Linked DNA regions of Danio rerio: region 1 is linked to region 2. The links are chromatin contacts, called in public HiChIP or PLAC-seq maps. All regions are on one chromosome and are shown on one strand. Each heading gives the region's core, a stretch centred on a gene start, on an enhancer-like site or on the middle of the called end of the contact. The rest is flanking DNA. Distances are from core to core; before and after follow the strand shown.

The links. HiChIP or PLAC-seq counts read pairs in DNA pulled down with a chosen protein or histone mark.
Region 1: an H3K4me3 HiChIP or PLAC-seq map of gastrula embryo shows a contact between it and region 2, with 2.6 times the contacts expected there. The contact joins the promoter of ctdsp2 here to the promoter of mlh3 in region 2. A contact is called at or near these places in 3 of 18 Hi-C or Micro-C datasets (embryo, hematopoietic stem cells and an unstated tissue) and 3 of 4 datasets of contacts at active chromatin or transcription factors (caudal fin, embryo and gastrula embryo).

The regions. Positions count from the first base shown.
Region 1 is chr23:27,622,316-27,628,080 of GRCz12tu, forward strand. ctdsp2 (CTD (carboxy-terminal domain, RNA polymerase II, polypeptide A) small phosphatase 2) reads right to left here and starts at 1,996. Exons shown (of 7, transcript NM_199544.1): 1 at 1,638-1,996. The coding sequence starts at 1,698.
Region 2 is chr23:27,527,222-27,532,506 of GRCz12tu, forward strand. It overlaps mlh3 (mutL homolog 3 (E. coli)), which reads left to right and starts at 3,744. Exons shown (of 12, transcript XM_691647.9): 1 at 3,744-4,058; 2 at 4,211-5,285. The coding sequence starts at 4,212.

The DNA of each region.
Region 1 (5,765 bases), core at 746-3,245, 93 kb after region 2:
GATGACTGTAAATCACAGCCATTTAGTTTGCTAAAAATACTAGATATCTTTTAATTTTAAGCACCTTTGATATTTGTAACTAAAAAAATACATCACATTCTCAAATTGGGAAAACAAGAAAATATTGTTAAATACACTCACGTATGTGAGGTGAAAATAAACAATTTGATGCTTTGACTTGGTTACACCATCTGTTTTACTGAATAATAAAAAAAAATGATTTTCACTCATCATAAGACAAATATTCTCTTACACAGTCTACTGTATGATTTGCACATATATTTTAACACATATACACAAATCAAATTGATTGAACAATATTACACATAACTACTGCACCAATTCACATCCTCATTTCTGAGACTGTCACAAATACAAAAAGTCACACATTGCACTGCATGCCAGCAAATATGAAGCGAGTTCAAGGGGTCTTCAAGGAATTTGTGCACACTCGACTTGGCTGTTTTCCCAACATTATGGCTGCTCGTAAGTCACGAATACAGAGATCGTAAACATCTGTAATAATAGCCTAATTGACACCAGTGCTGTAGAGTCACACTAGAAGGACCGGTGTTTACAAGGCGTTTGCGTCAGCTCTATAATAAGCGCGCAGCTCTGCGCATATTTACAACACACGATAAACACCAGTCCCAACTGCACACCAAAACACCATGAGGACACACACTGGCCCATCAGGTAGTAAGTAAAGGGTTACAACATAGTTACTATGCAATTTTCTGCGTAACAGCGCGACATTTTACTCGTTAAACGTCTAGAAAAGGCCTTCGTGAACCGTTGAGGTTTAAACGTGAGCTCGTCGCGGCAGATGGAGGGCGTGTGCCGAGGGGTGTGTTGTGCATTCCAGCGCGGCACCTTGCGCTCTCCATTAGGCCCGTGTTTTTCCACATTTTAGCTCGATATTTCACCTAGTTTCTCTTCGGTTAGAGTGTGACATTCGCGAGTGTAAGTAAGTTAAGTCAATTAAAAAGGAAATGTTTTACATCACAATCTGCATAACGTTAAAACAAGATGTCGCTTAAATTATACATTAACCAAGACGCTCACAAATGAGGAAACAACACCAAATATATTCGCAGCATTGCTTACAGTATGTTTTCAAGTGCCAAATTGTATTCATTGTGTAAAGGAGCTAGAGTATATAATTAAACATATATAATTATTTAAATTAATAAATACATAATTAATTACACATTACACAATGTTCCCAAATTAATAGAAAAACACAATTTTAACAGAGAGAAAAGCAGTGTCGTCTTTTAGAAATCCTTTTAAAACTGATCACATTACGTAAACATTCAGCAATGCTTGACTGCAACGGAAAAGCGTGTAAATAATACAAATTAAGTTAGGCACAGATTTAAGCCACAAACAAAAGAAAGCGCGTATTTCGTCATACGAAGCGAAATTCTTCGTTAAGTTCCAACGGTCGGAACTTAACGAATTCCGCTCAGAACTGACATGTCAGTCAGCACGATATGACAAATAACTGTCACCGCGAGAGCATCGAACGAGTTCGAATCGCACATCGAAGAGAGTGACGCGAAAATGGCAGACAGAAAATGCGCGATCAGAAAGAGTTGACAGCGCCGTTTAGCAAGTGACAGAGCTTTGCCTACCTGTTTTCGAAGACAACCGAGTATCCTCTCTCTGCACTTGAGTGATGATAGAACTTTCCATCTAACAAACGCACAGCCCTCAACGTCCAACCAACCTTTTCCAGCGACAAACAGTCGGTCCGCATTTAGTGGCATTAAAAGCTAGCGAGGCTTGAAATGAATAATTTCCGTTGGCGCAAACAATCTCAAACCTACAGCGACAAATTATTTTGATATTTATTTATTCCCGCCTTCTATTCTCTTCCACATGGGAGGGGCATGACACTTTGTTGTGTTTTTTCTTATCTGCTATTTTCTAGGCTTCGCGTCTCGGTTTACTTTATCGCTTGTATATTTATCCATAGCCCCCTCTAGTCTAGGTAAAGCCCTCACTTTTTCTCCAACAACATGGAGAATCCAGGCGAAAGAAGAAAAACAACCGAGGACATGGGGCAGGGACGGTTTCAAGTTCCCCTTACTACAGATAAACAACCCCGTAGCTGGGCTATTTCCAAAACAGTATTTCGGGAAAAGACACCACCAATACGATCAGATGTGCCGTTTAAGAAGATAAAACGCTAAAATAGGCGAACATCGACGATTTTTATGTTTTTCCGTGTATTGTTTTGCTTTGGACGGACTCTGAGGGGCGCCTTGAAACAGCTGGTCGTTTCGGATTGGATCTCCTAGAAGTGGGAGTAGCTGAAGCATTCTTCTGTTCTGCACACTCCATACCGAAAACATTCCAGTGCTGGATTTGTCGCAAATCAGTAGTCAGAAGCTGGAGTCGTGTTAAATCTAAATTACACTGTCGGAATGCTAATTTAATAAGGAGGAAATTGTGAAGGAAACGCGTGATGGGCTTGAATTGATAGCATCAGAAAGATACGGTTTAATGGTTTTTCTATTGATCTTCGTCTTCATCATCAATGCGGCATTGATGATGATGATGGTGAGGATTAATTGAGGTTATACATTGAACAGTATCTGTCCGAAATAACTGAATAGCCCAGAAATGATTTGCATTTTTTATCCTAAGAAATATACAAACAAAGTAGGTCTTACATAAGACAAGCATAAAGTAATCAAATCAAATATAGGTGTGAAAAAACAATGTATGGTAAGGACAATTGTACTCTACATAAAAAAATAAATAAGTTAATAAAAAATAAATGATAGAATAACAATTTTTTTTGCAAAAAATACAATTGCAAAATTAAAATGTAAAAAAAGCTAGAATAATAATAAAAAACAATGTTAATCTAAAATTCATTAAAGGGATACTTTACTGTTTGTTTATACCTAAATAACCCAGAGCACAATCAAGCTATTAATAAAATTATTATTCAAAGAGAAATACTAAATCATTGAGTGCAAAATGTTGTATTTCTGCAAAAAATGATGCAAATGTAAATTTTGATTGAAGAATGTAAAATTTTTCAATGTCTCTGTCATTAAACTAAACAAAAAACAAATAAATAAATTCATGAATTAATTAATAATCAACAAAATAATATAAACTGTTTCCATAAATGTAATGCTTTGGTAAGAATATTGAGTCATTCTGCAAATAATTGAATCTTTTGCATCAATTACAGCCTAAAGTAATTTGTTTGTTTCATCTAAAGCTAAAATGAATTAAAGACATGTTCGTGTGTACATTTATAAAATAAATAAACTTTTGCACAATAAAGTTATTAAATTATCATTTTAAGTTCTTTTGAATAAACAAATAAACATATTTTAACTACTGAAAAAAATGAATGCAAATAAAAATGTTGTCTGATGAATGTTTAATGTTTCAGTGTTTGAAGTTCAAAATAATAATTAAAAAGAACAAAACATGCTGACGATGTTATCATTTGCAACTTGAATGCTTTTATAAGAATATTTCATGTCACAATATAAAATATAGTCATTAAAAACGGCAAAAACTCTGCAGTGGTGTAAAGAAGTTTTGACCAAGAATTGAATCCTTGAAGGATTTTAATATTTAAAAAACATAAATGCTCAATACGTAAACGATACATATTTTATATATAAATTGAAAAATGTATGAAGATTTATATGCATTTATTTATGTATTATATATCATCTTTGTATCAAATTACAAAAAACGAATTACTACTTATGTGAGACGATTGTAATGCAGCATCTATCGGGCTGAGAGTAAATTTGTTTGTTGTCATCAGTCTCACACTATTTTCCCCCTTTCTCTGAAAGTCTTTATAACACCATCGTGGTGTTTTTCTTTTATTATATCAGCAAATGGGATTGCAAAAAAAATACTTATGCTGCTGAGAAACCCAGAAATGTGAAATGTGATTTACATGTAATCATTTAGGAATTTTGTACATTTATTTGGTAGTTATGGTGGCTTCAATTTTTTTTTGGAATGAAAATGTAATCCATTGTGTTATGTCTATATTTTTGTAATCTTTAAGTTAAATGAACAGAGGTAGAGGATAGTAAATGTAAGTGATAAAAGAGCAACAGTTTTTATGAGTCTAAGCGCTGCCCAGAACTCCTGTGTTGGAAATCTATTCCTGAATATTCCCAAATGGGACCAATTCTATACCACAAAACCAAGACATAAACAAGAATGGTACCACTGTTTACATTTTCGAAATGTGGAAGTTGGGCAGATGTCAGATATGTGACTAAAATAAATGTAAGCTAGAGTTCCAAAACATGTTCTGCTTTTGAAAAAAAGTGTTCAGTTTTTGCAACTCTGCAACAAAAGACAGGGAATGTTAAATATTGCTTGGGCTCATAATATCAAACTGTTATTTTAAACAAATATAATTAAAAGGAAACATATAAAAATAACACTACACATTTGAATGTGTATTTAAGCTAAAAGGTGTGTTATAAACGTTGCTGACTTAATAGTAACATAATTACTTTATCTCTAGCTACATACTTACCAAATATGGATATAAACAAATTAAACAAATTAGGGTTTAACAATAGCAGAACCAATAATCTATATAATGTATCAGTAATCAGAAACCTTTTTGTTCCTAATAGTACCTTTCTTTTACTTAAATTTTTTTTATGTGTTTTTAGTAAACATGGTTATCAACAATGGTGCAGAATTCGTTAACACTGACTTGGTTCAATGCATGGTTGATAACAATATGTAACAAAATTAAAAAAATACAAATTTATGTATTCACACATAAACAAACACACATATATGAATATATATGCATATAGAAACCTGTAAATAAGTATAAAAAAGAAAAAAACTATATACATAATATCAGAGACGTACATAAATGGACAAAAGTGCCTAATAAAGTTAGTGTAAAACATATCAAACCGAAAGAAAAGATGTTTGTTGTCACCTATATCTGAAAAGGCATCTTAATCTATTCTCCTATGTTGTTAAATTAAATCACTTAAGTTTTAATAATGGAGATCAAATTGTTATGTATTTGTTTCCAATGAAGAATTGTTGAACTCTTTGCTCTGTTAATTAAGGCAGTGGATTGTTCTAGTTGAACAATGTTTATAAAAGAGTATAAAGGTATCATGAAGATGCTGACAAGACCTTATCAGCGTAAAATATAACCTTATTAATAATGGTTTATTTCTTTTCATTATTAATAGTATAGTATTAACTATCACACAGCACGCTGTTAGGTACTATTATTTTTTATTTAAGATATTGTCGCAAAAATTACAGTTCTGTAACCACAATTTTTGACTGAATACACTTATTTAGGGGTTTTTCATCTTTAATAGTCGGGACAGTGAAGTGGGGACAAGAATGATCGACAATGAACCTCGATCCAGTCATCAAACTTGGTTTGCCAAGCTAATAGGCTATTGACTCCGATAGCATTTATTTATTTATTTTTTTTTTGTACTTTTGATCAAATACATGCTGTGTTTCGGATATCACAACATTCAAAATACACATTTCATTTTAGAATTAAAGATGTCTCTTGGTTATTTAGTTGTCAAAAGTAGCAAATTGAACATAGCGTATGGACCCTTCGCTGTGTTAAAACGAAAAAGTGGTAAGTAAATAACAGCTCTAATGTTTTGTTTTTTACTGAGTATGTTGCTCAAATCTATCTGGTAATCTCACATTCCATCCTTCCTTCATTCACCAACAAGACCCCAGGATACTTGAACTCC
Region 2 (5,285 bases), core at 2,494-4,993:
CTTTCCTCCGTTTCTCGTGACCGTGCGCGCGCGTGTATGTGAGAGGGGTGGAGGGAGTCACGGAGAGGGGGTTTGGGTGGGGAGAGGTAGAAGACTCTTGACTAATTCACTTTTCCCGTAAAAGCACGGGTTGATCTTCTTCAATTAATGAAATGCACTACATTATATAGGACAGCCATCCCCCAAGGAGCGTGTAGTTTATCCCAGCCTATCCTCGCGCCCCCTCGCGCGCTCTGCAGTTCATGTTGCGCCATTTCTTTCAGCCCGTATACGATTCTCCAGCTTCTGTATCTCACCTCCTGTTCCCGGTGTACGTAACTAACACATGTGAAAGGACCTTGACTGAAGAAGATACAAAGCACTGACAGACTTGGCAGGAATTCAGGCTTTAAGTCTTAACTCAATTTCCTACTTGATGCACTTCAGTTTCTTTCCAGCGCGCGCAGTAACGCAGAGTGATGAACACCAAAACGCAAACAAATCCATTCTGTTCTAGTGCTAAACAATGTGCGGCTGTGACAAGTGAAAATGCATCGCTGAGGATTTTTTTCTCTCTCTCCATGCAATAACTGCAATTTTCATTTTCACTGTGAAACACTAGTTCATTATAGGTAGTAATATATTGATGACACGCATCTTTGTCTGTGAAGGTCACTGTGAACATGCCATGATGTCCCTCACATTCAGCAGCAGCATTTCAGCACCCTGGAGAGCAGCACAGTGAAGATTTACTGCTGACCACCATCAAACTCTCTCTCTCTCTCTCTCTCTCTCTCTCTCTCTTTCTCTCTCTCTCTCTCTGTTGGATTGTCTGCCTACCTCAATAAGCTGACACAATGTAGAATGAAATGGAGAAAGAGCAAGACTGTTAAATAATGTTGTGACTGCTTTTCCTTTGCAAACCTCATAACAAATATAAAATTCAACTTGACATTCAGATCAAACAGAATATTGACTTCATATATAGGCCTGTGTTTTTTAGCAGAATTTTTAATTGCATTGTTTTTCTTTGCACATTTATAAAAAATATTTCAATATAACAAAATCTGTAAGAGTATTGCTATTACAGATTTTGTTATATCGCAATATTTTGTTGAATTAAAACTTTTTCTTCAGATAAAAAAAATCTCTTTTATATCTTGCGTATTAATATTTCATATTGTTTTATTGATATTGTTTTGAGAGCTTTTTAAAATGTTTTATTTATACATTGTAAAACATGTCGGTTCATTCCGCTTTGGCGACCCCAGACTAATAAAGGGACTAAGCCGAAAAGAAAATGAATGAATGAATGAAAAACACATTATAAAAAGGTAAAAAACAAAGGACAACAAAAACATGTAACAATAATCAAATACACTGAAGAGTATGTAAAAAACACTACTGCAATCTTATATACAGAAAATACAGGTCTGGCGTGCTAACCAAAACAAGTATCCAGTACCTAGCTGGAAGTTGGGGTCAAGCTAAAAAGTTTGGACATGTTCATGAAGAGGTTTCCACAGTTTATTGAAAACAGTGTTAGATCGGTGAAGAGAGTTTTTCTCTAATTTCTTAAAATTAAGAACATTTCTTATCCAGCAAGTGTGGGAAGGAGGGTAAGGGCTCTTCCAGTTCAGAACAATTAAATGCCTAGCCAGAAGGGTTAAGAAGGCTACAAAGTCTGCAAAGTAAGAGGGTAAAGAGTGGCCAGGTGCAGAACCCCATATAAACTAATAAATGGACAAGGTGGAATTTCAACAGTTGTAATAACAGAAAACGAGATAAATGTTCTCCTCCAAAAAGAAAGCAGGGAAGGACAGGACCAAAACATATGAATTAGAGTTGCTGAACCTGTTGCACTCGAGGTCATTAGATGGGTTGATGCGAGCTATTTTAGAGCTTTTTAAAAATAAAATGACATAGTGTTTTCAATTGTTGTGACTGAGAATTAAGCTTGTTCCACCAAATATTTTTTTAATTCTTCTGGATTGAAACTACTTGTATTGTTTTGTGTAAAGAGGAATATAAATATGCCTGAAAATATGGCATGTTTTTATTATTTTATGTAACAACAACAACAACAAGAGAAAAATGCTCTAAACAACATTAAAGTCATGTGTTTGAGTAAAACTTATGTTTTGTTAATGAAAACCGCTGCAAACTACATTTATTCATAATTTTAAACATAAGTTTATGTAATTTTTTTGTATAAAATGTAATGTTGCAATCCTTTTAGACTTTTCAATCTTTAATTAAATAAAAAACTTGAAAACCTTTTTAATTATTAGTTTTGGGTAAAAATAATCAAATTCATATTAGAATTTTTGTAATAAAAAGGGATTTGTTTAATTTATAAATTAAAATAAAACGTTAACATTTGACATATATATAGAGATTGTTTTGATTAATCTAATGTAATCAAATTGCTAAAATAAAATGAAAATAACAATACTGTTATTATATTTTAACTGATGGAAGCTTATATTTATGATTTGGTAGGCGTTAGTATAGCATTAGTTTACGTACAACTAATATCATCAAAGCTATCCCACAATCTTTATTGCAGATGTCTTGTAATCTCAAAATAATATAACACCTTGTCTTCCTCAGCCTTTGGTGAATGGAGTGTATGGATATGAATATCCACTTATCCAATACCATAATCCGGAATATTTTTTAATAAAGAACTATATCCCTTTCATTCAAATACAAATGTTTTATTTTATTATTTCTTTAAGGAAAAACTAAATGCTTAGAAGTAAATATTTAAAGTTCCCAGTGGCACTAAAAGTAAAGGAAGTCCATTTTTAAATTCCAAATGGAATCTATCCTTCTAAAGATTTTTGCGATTTGGTTTTGATGAAAGCAATTGTTCCTTTTGTGATGATCAAATTGAGACTACAGAGCATCTTTTCTATGACTGTTAATTTGCTTGTGCCTTTTGGGAAGATTTACATTATTGGTTATTTTCTAAGTTTGAAGATTTTCATGCTTCAACAAAAGAAAATGTACTGTTTGGTAATTTAGCAATTAACACAATTATTATTTTTGGGAAATTCTTTTTTACATTTTTTTTTACATTAGAATAGGTTCTTAAGAGTTTCTCCCAAATCTTATGTATTTCACAAGGTATTATGTCTTTATTTTCTATAGCTTAAGCAAATTGAAGAAAAAGAATGCTGCAATTCTATGTGATTTAATAGAACAACTTGAACTTGCTGAAAAACCCTATATTTTTTCATTCATTCATTTTCTTTTCGGCTTAGTCCGTTTAATAATCTGGGGTCGCCACAGCGGAATATACATATATATATATATATATATATATATATATATATATATATATATATATATATATATATATATATATATATATATATTTTTTTTTTTTTTTTTCTCTATTACATTTTGTTTATTAAGCTTGTCTGTTGTCTGATTAAGGAGGTTTGTATTTTGCACCAGGCCATTTAAAGTAGTATTGTTTACTTTATTCAGTAAAGTTCAAAAAAAAAAAAAAGAAAAAAGAAAAAAGAAAAAAATGTTTACGTGCAACTTGCTTTTAATATCTTTATAGGTTTATTTAATATTTTTCCATTTCTATTGAAATGGCCATTGCTTTGCAAGAAAAACATAAAAACATAGGTTTATATATTTTTTATAAATTACATTTAAAATATTAACAAAAGATTAAAATTTATCGGCGTTATAAAGTCTTTTATTTGTGACGTTCTCCAGTCGCTTGCTTCACGCCGCTTCTCCTCATTCGACGTCACTTCCGGTGCAATTCACGTTGTTTTGGGTGAAAGTAGTTTGTAAACGCAACACAAATAATGGTTGTACTGCTTAAATGAATTACCGAATCAAATGTAGGACGGACGTTGTTTATATCACATTACAGAAGTGCCCTGTTACACTGAGCTGTAGAGGAAACCGGCGTTTTAAAAGGACCGAGTTGTAGTAACGTTACGACAATAACAGCAAATTCGCCGGTGTTGTTACATGGCAACTGTCAAAGCTCACAGGCGACTATTTTCTGCTTTTTTGTCACAAATTACATCATAAAACCGACCAAAAAGGTATTGACGCTTCTTAAGTTAAATTAATAATGCAAATAATGCCAATTCTTTACTTAACGAGCGTCGTTCTTTTCATTTAATAGTTTATTATTATTATTATTTACTTTTTTTCTCACTGTGCATTAAATTGTTTTAACACTTTTGTCTTTCAGAATGATCAAGAGTTTACCCATAAATGTTCAAGCACAGCTGCGCTCTGGTGTTGCTATTTTCTCATTGCAGCAGTGTGTGGAGGAGCTCATATTAAACAGCATTGATGCTGGAGCAACATGTGTGGCTGTCAAAATAGACATAGAGGCCTGCAAGCTTCAGGTCATTGACAATGGCTCAGGAATGTGCCTGGAGGACATGGAGAAAGTTGGACTGCGCTACAACACAAGCAAATGCAGCTCCCTGGAGGATTTGGATAATCTTCATTTTTATGGTTTCAGAGGAGAAGCCATTTCCAGTATAGTTTCCCTTGCAGAAATGGTGGAAATATCATCTAGGACTAAGCAGTCTGTGAAAACGTATGTTAAATCCTTTAATGAAACAAATGCATTGGAGGTTTTCGAAGCTCAAACTGTTCGCCCTTCTGCAGGGACGACCGTCTCAGTCTACAATCTCTTCCACAACATGCCAGTCCGTAGAAAGCGAATGGATCCTGTTTTAGAAACCGAACGAATCCGTCAGAGAGTGGAGGCCATATCTTTAATGCATCCATCTGTGTCATTCACAGTGAAAAAAGAAAATTCAGCACACATGATGGTGCAGCTCTCTAAAACAAGCAGTACCTATTATAGGTTTGTCCAAATTCATGGCTTAAATCGAGCCCAAAAGCTTGGAGAAGTCAATTATGAGCACGAGCAGTTCCAAATAACCGGTCATATAGGCCGTGAGGGCCATTACAACAACAGTTTGCAATTTTTATTTGTAAATGAGAGGCTTCTTTTAAAGACACGCATTCATAAAACACTAAACTGCCTTTTAAAGAGAGTAAGCGGTGCTGCAAGGCAAAACAACAGCCCAACCTCATATCCGGTAACATCCAGCCCCAAACAGAAGGGAGGATATGATCTCCATGGCATTTATGTGATAAATATCAAATGTCATTACTCAGAGTATGACATATGCCTCGAACCAGCCAAGTCTCTGATAGAGTTCAAAGACTGGGATAATGTGCTCATCTGCATTGAAGAAGGGGTAAAGGCATTCCTTACTAAAGAAAACCTGGTGTCGGAGTTAAAC